2 separate regions of the Triticum aestivum genome follow, and region 1 is linked to region 2. The links are chromatin contacts, called in public Hi-C maps. All regions are on one chromosome and are shown on one strand. The core of a region is the stretch at or near the end of the contact, and the rest is flanking DNA. Distances in the headings are between cores, read along the strand shown. Region 1 holds the start of LOC123053834. Region 2 holds the start of LOC123053830 (NAC domain-containing protein 45-like).

Region 1 (2,700 bases), core at 200-2,699, 320 kb before region 2:
CAAAATCAGGATAAATGATCCTTGATTGCTAGAATATGAATTATGCTATACTAAGAATATGAGATGTCAGCCAGGGTCCAGAGCAGAGACTTATTAGGGCAGTAGCAGGGGTTGTTGTCCAAAATTACAGTTAACATGAAACTGACTGCACAGCCAGGATGTTTAAAACTATATACAAACTCTCGCAAAACATAAACTACATACAAACATAAAATATGTGTAAAATGACATTTAGGTTCTTATGAAGGTGAAGCACTCTAGTTCAGTGATGCAATAGTTTGTGTATATAAAGTAGGTTATAGAAGCAAAACAGCTGGATAATTTAGTAAACAGCACAACATCGAAAGAGTATCAAGATACCTGATCTTCAAGAATAATTCCAGCAAAACCAGCCTTGATAAATCCTTTCACTGTCCTCTTGACATTCATACAGTTTCCATAACCATTATCAGCATCACCAATTACAGGTATCGATACTGCTTCAGTGATCAGACGGCCTTGATCTATCATTTCGCCATAGGACATGAGACCAACATCTGGCAATCCAAGCCTTGCAGCAGATATTGAGAAACCTGAAAGACAAAATACTGTTAATTTTTTCAGGACTGAAATCTTGTAGATCTCCTTTTACATAGGACTGGGCTAGCTCCCTAAGCAACTACTACGCTCTGGTTCCATTTTCAAGTTCTGACCGAGCGACCGTGACTATACAAGTGAAGAACAAACTTGTGATGGTTTGATATGTGCAATGCCACTTGATCAATGTGCCCTCAACAGAAGCATAGGCAATATAGACCAGCACAAGAGCAAATTCTCACTCTAGTATAAGGTTTCATCATCTTTACAACACATGGAGTATATGAGGTAGTACAAGTATAACACTCACAATCTACAGAATGACAGAAACATGGTGGCACAGCAAGCGCGGGTGTTCAGGAATTGGAAGTATGGTACACTATGCTATTATGATGGGAGTGTGTGTGAGAGAGAGTCCTGCAGAAGCAAAAGAGCGAACACGTACCGCTCGTGAAGCAGGCCCTGAACCCGGCGCGCTCGACGAGGCGGGCACTGAGCGCGTCGTAGCAAGCGGGCGCCTGGTGGGCGCCCGGCGTCCCCAGCACTCTCCGGAGCGCCGCCGCGGGCTGTTCCCCGGCGCCCGCTCCGGCGCTTTCTCCGGCTGCGGCGTAGGAGCAGCGGGGGGAGATCCGAGCGCGCACAGACAGGGGAGGGGCTCGGCGCTGGAGGAGTGGGGGCGGACGGACACGGCAGGAGCCGACGCGGCCTGAGGTGCACGGGGACGGCGAGGCGGGCGGCTGGTGCAGGAGAGCGGCGTAGCACGCCATTGCCAGTTTGCCACTGCCCGCTCGGAGAAATCAGCTCCTCCACTACGCACCAGTCCCAGTCTCGCTGCCTCCCCGGTCCCACTTTGCAGAAACCCCCCCACACGCCGATCTGGTTGAGCCCAAGCGTGTGAGCCTGTCAGGCAGGCCTAAACTCAGACCCAGCAGTTGCTCCTTCCTTTCCAGCCACAACCCACGCCTCCGCCCGCCATGCCGCCGCCGCCGGCGACGCTGCCGGACGAGCTTCTCGAGGAGATCCTCCTGCGCCTCCCGCCGGAGGACCCCGGGTGCCTCTTCCGGGCCTCCCTCGTCTGCAAGCCCTGGCGCAGCCGCCTCACCGGCACCGCCTTCTCCCGCCTCTACCGCGAGTTCCACCGGACACCTCCCTTGCTGGGATTCTTCGAGAACGATGAGACGGTACTGTGCTATTTTTCTCCCTTGTCCCCCACTTCCCCCTTCTTCCCGGTGCACCCCGGCAAGTGCAGTCTCTTCGTGCTCGACTCGCGCCATGGACTCGTCCTCTCAAATACTATCGGCCCGAGCGGCGAACCCCTCTGCCTCATCGTGTGGGACCTCGTCGGCCACCGCCAGTGGCGGTTGTCCTTGCCGGATTTCGTGGACTGGCCAACCTTTCCAGACTGCGCCGCGGCGGTGCTCTGCGCCGCCGATGGCTGCGACCACCTCAATTGCCCTGGCGACCCCTTCCGTGTGGTCTATGTGGGCACCGATGACGATGGCGTCGCGCAAGCTTGCGTCTACTCTTCAGAGTCCTGTGCCTGGAGCCCAGTGACGTCTTGTGAGCACCCTGAATTGCCCCTGCACGTCAGGCTCTCTCGGCCCAATGCCCTTGTGGGAGATGCAGTCTATTTCTTGTGCACTCAGGAAACGGTAGTCCTGCGATATGACTTGTTCAGCCAGGAGCTATCGATGATTCACTGGCCAGCCATGCACAAGTGGAAGTGCAGCTATATCCTTATGCGAATGGAGGACGATATGCTGGGCTGTGCCAATCTGCAGGAGTCCAGGCTCGAACTATGGTCGATGGAGGCTGACACAGACGGAGCTGTGAAATGGGCAACACGCAGAGTCGTCGACCTCCAGAACTTGCTACCCTCGACCCCCAGATATGTGATTAGCTGCACCGATGGATTTCGTGTCTTTTTTGTGCAGACAGATCTTGGCACTTTCACAGTTGAGCTTAATTCAGGCCGAGTTAAGAAGGTATCCAGTAGCAGTGAAGTCATTCCCTACACGAGGTTCTACACTCCAGGTACTACCATCGCCAAACCTGTACAAGCTCGTTTACGTTTGCTTTCCCATGACTTGTGAATTATTTAATAAGAACTAAGTAATATTTCTG
Region 2 (2,700 bases), core at 101-2,600:
TATGGAGGCCTAGATTTCCCCATGGGATTTCTCGAGCAACGGAACAAAGGGTCATGGCGGGGCTATTCCTCCAAGGGAGTTCCGGTGGAGGACGAGGACGACTCACATGATTGGAGAGAGCGGACATTCAAAGATTCAACAGACGAATTTTCCGACAATGACCCCCGTCTTGATCAGAGCAGTGTGTGTTCTGACAGCCACAAGAAGGCCCACTGCAGCGCGACAATGACAACTTCGACGAGGTCAGCAGAAATTTTGTTGCATCGACCTGCAGACATGCCATCGTCGTCAATGCAAGCCCAGCTTGGCAATAACAATGACAATGACTCAAACGACTGGAGAGCGCAAACATTCGAAGATTCAACCAACCAATTCTTTGGAACAGACAAAGACTCATATCCTGATCAGAACATTGTGTGTTCTGATAGCAAGATCGGCGCACATTTCAGTGCGACAATGACGATTTCAAACAGTAACGTGGCATCTTCATCAATGCATCTTGGTGGCAGCAGCAACAACGTGACTAGCTCGACATCAGAGCAACCAAATAGCAACAATGACCACATCGAGACGTCTAATGAAGTTGATAAAACAAGTACACCATATTGGCTCATTCCAGGATTCACATTTTGCCCGACAGATGAGGATATCGTGCTCGACTATCTCAAGCCCAAAGTCCTGAATCTGGCGCTTCAACCATATAGGAGAAGAATAGAAGAGCTGGTCAATATTTATGCTCTGGACCCAGATGACATAAGACGTAAGTTCCGAAAACATCTTTTACTGAGTTATTAATATTTTTGTTTTGCTTGGTCTCGTCCGGTGAAGTGCAAATGCATCTTGGATTTTCAAAAAGAAATGTAGCTCAATGAACTGAACCGAAGTTGCACGGAAGTTTTTTTTTTCCGGCCAATTGCATGCTACCATGGTTGGCACATGCAGCTGCAATGACACTTTGCACCTGCAGGTGAAGATCTAGGCTAAAAGCCATCACTTGTTGATCTAGGTTTTCAAAAAGTGCTGGCGCCCTCACTAAATGGAGGGACCGTGAGCCCTAAATTGTAAGAAAAATATCGAGCAAACTAAGACTATATGTTTATTATTATATTTCAGTCGTTTGAACTCAAACTCAACGACACGTGATCGAACAAGTAAAAGAGAATTCTGTTGTGGATACACAACACAGTTTCCCTTTGTATTTCTAAACGTGTGGGTAGAACTTGGGTTCTAAACTATGTGACACAGTAAATAAATGTATATATAGCGTGTAAATTATTTAAATCCACTCGACTAATTTTCTGAATTTCAGACAACTTGTACGTTGCACTGTACTTGCATAGGCCGTATTTTTTTGCTTTCAGTGCATAAAGCAGCTGGACGTTGTGATTTATTACCAGATTGGCATGACACAGTCTAATTCTTCTACGTATATGCACGCAGTTGATGGACACGGAGACAAAGAGCGACTAGGCTTCTTCTTCGTGCGCAAGCAAGCCACGGCGTACAGCCTAGTTTCAAAAAAGGCCACGGCGTACAGCCTCGTTTCAAAAAAAGCCGCGGCATACAGCAACCCGTGCTTCTACACCACCCCGGTCGGGTTCTGGAAGATCCGTGGTCCGCCGTCCCGCGTGAAGCACGACGGCCTCACCGTGGCCTTCAAGACGTCGATGGACTTCTACCGCGGCAGGGCGCTGCACGGGTGCAAGACCCAGTGGAGCATGTTCGAGTACAAGCTCAACGCGGACCGAGAAGACCTCAGGAACCTCGCCCGGCCATGGGTACGTATGTGAACATATGAACCATTTTGCTTCACATCAATGATCTTTTCTCATCGCTTACCAAACTGTCATTGTTCTTGGAACAGATGAACTCCTACGTCGTGTGCAAGGTTCGCAAGAGGGACTGTCGCCGAGACGCCAAGGGCGGAGAGGTGGAGGCTGCGCCGGCGGCGCCATCCAAGGCGAAAGGGTTGTGGCGGCGCCCCGCACCGTTGTCAGGATCCCCTCGTGGGAAGCCAAACTCAAGGAGACACATCGGACAGATGGACAAGATAGTTGTGCCGAAGCGCGATGTAATACTACTAGATTGGAAGCAGAAGGAGGCGATGGGGGCTCCGGAACTAGAGGGCGACGAACCAGGCCTACTTCTTGGGAAGCGCAAGCGTCCTGCTACATTTTAGGATGAATCCTGCCCTTTCGAGCTCGTAAGCTCTAAGTTTCTAACCAAAGTTGTAGACACTAGTAGTTTTAGTGGTTTTATGTTTCATGATCCATAGGTTTAAATAAACGAATAGATGCAGAGTGCAGGTTGTGCATAATTGTCGGTTACTACATCTCTTGTATATCATAAGACTATGCACATATGGCCGTGCGTTGCAACTTTTTGTATCCAGCAGTGTGCCACAGCGTGCCACTATGTGAAAGTAAAGTTGTCTTACTATAAAAGAAAAAAATACAGATATCTAGCTTCAAAAATGGAGGGAAAACTTTGCCAAACTTGCAAAAGTGGTTGCATTTTCTTGCTTTTAGCAACTTAATATTACTTGTGTGAGGTGTGTAGATCAGTAGATGATCTGAAAACTACGGCTCCTATGACCTGAAGATATAGAAAAAGCTTGATTCAAGTATGAAGGAAACTTCTGTCAAACTTTCTCTTTGGCCATCCCGAGGTACAGTGGCCATCCCGAGGCGATTGAAGCGC

What was found. Hi-C and Micro-C count contacts between places; a contact is called where the count stands out from the background.
Region 1: a contact with region 2 is called in a Hi-C map of leaf, with 3 times the contacts expected there. The contact joins the promoter of LOC123053834 here to the promoter of LOC123053830 in region 2. A contact is called at or near these places in 2 of 5 Hi-C or Micro-C datasets (leaf and root).

The regions. Positions count from the first base shown.
Region 1 is chr2D:462,122,273-462,124,972 of IWGSC CS RefSeq v2.1, reverse strand. LOC123053834 reads left to right here and starts at 1,449. Exons shown (of 7, transcript XM_044477410.1): 1 at 1,449-2,610. The coding sequence starts at 1,551. It overlaps LOC123053835 (2,3-dimethylmalate lyase), which reads right to left and starts at 1,438. Exons shown (of 8, transcript XM_044477412.1): 1 at 1,022-1,438; 2 at 361-572. The coding sequence starts at 1,343.
Region 2 is chr2D:461,797,577-461,800,276 of IWGSC CS RefSeq v2.1, reverse strand. It overlaps LOC123053830 (NAC domain-containing protein 45-like), which reads left to right and starts at 1,350. Exons shown (of 2, transcript XM_044477407.1): 1 at 1,350-1,778; 2 at 1,865-2,700. The coding sequence starts at 1,404. The coding sequence ends at 2,179.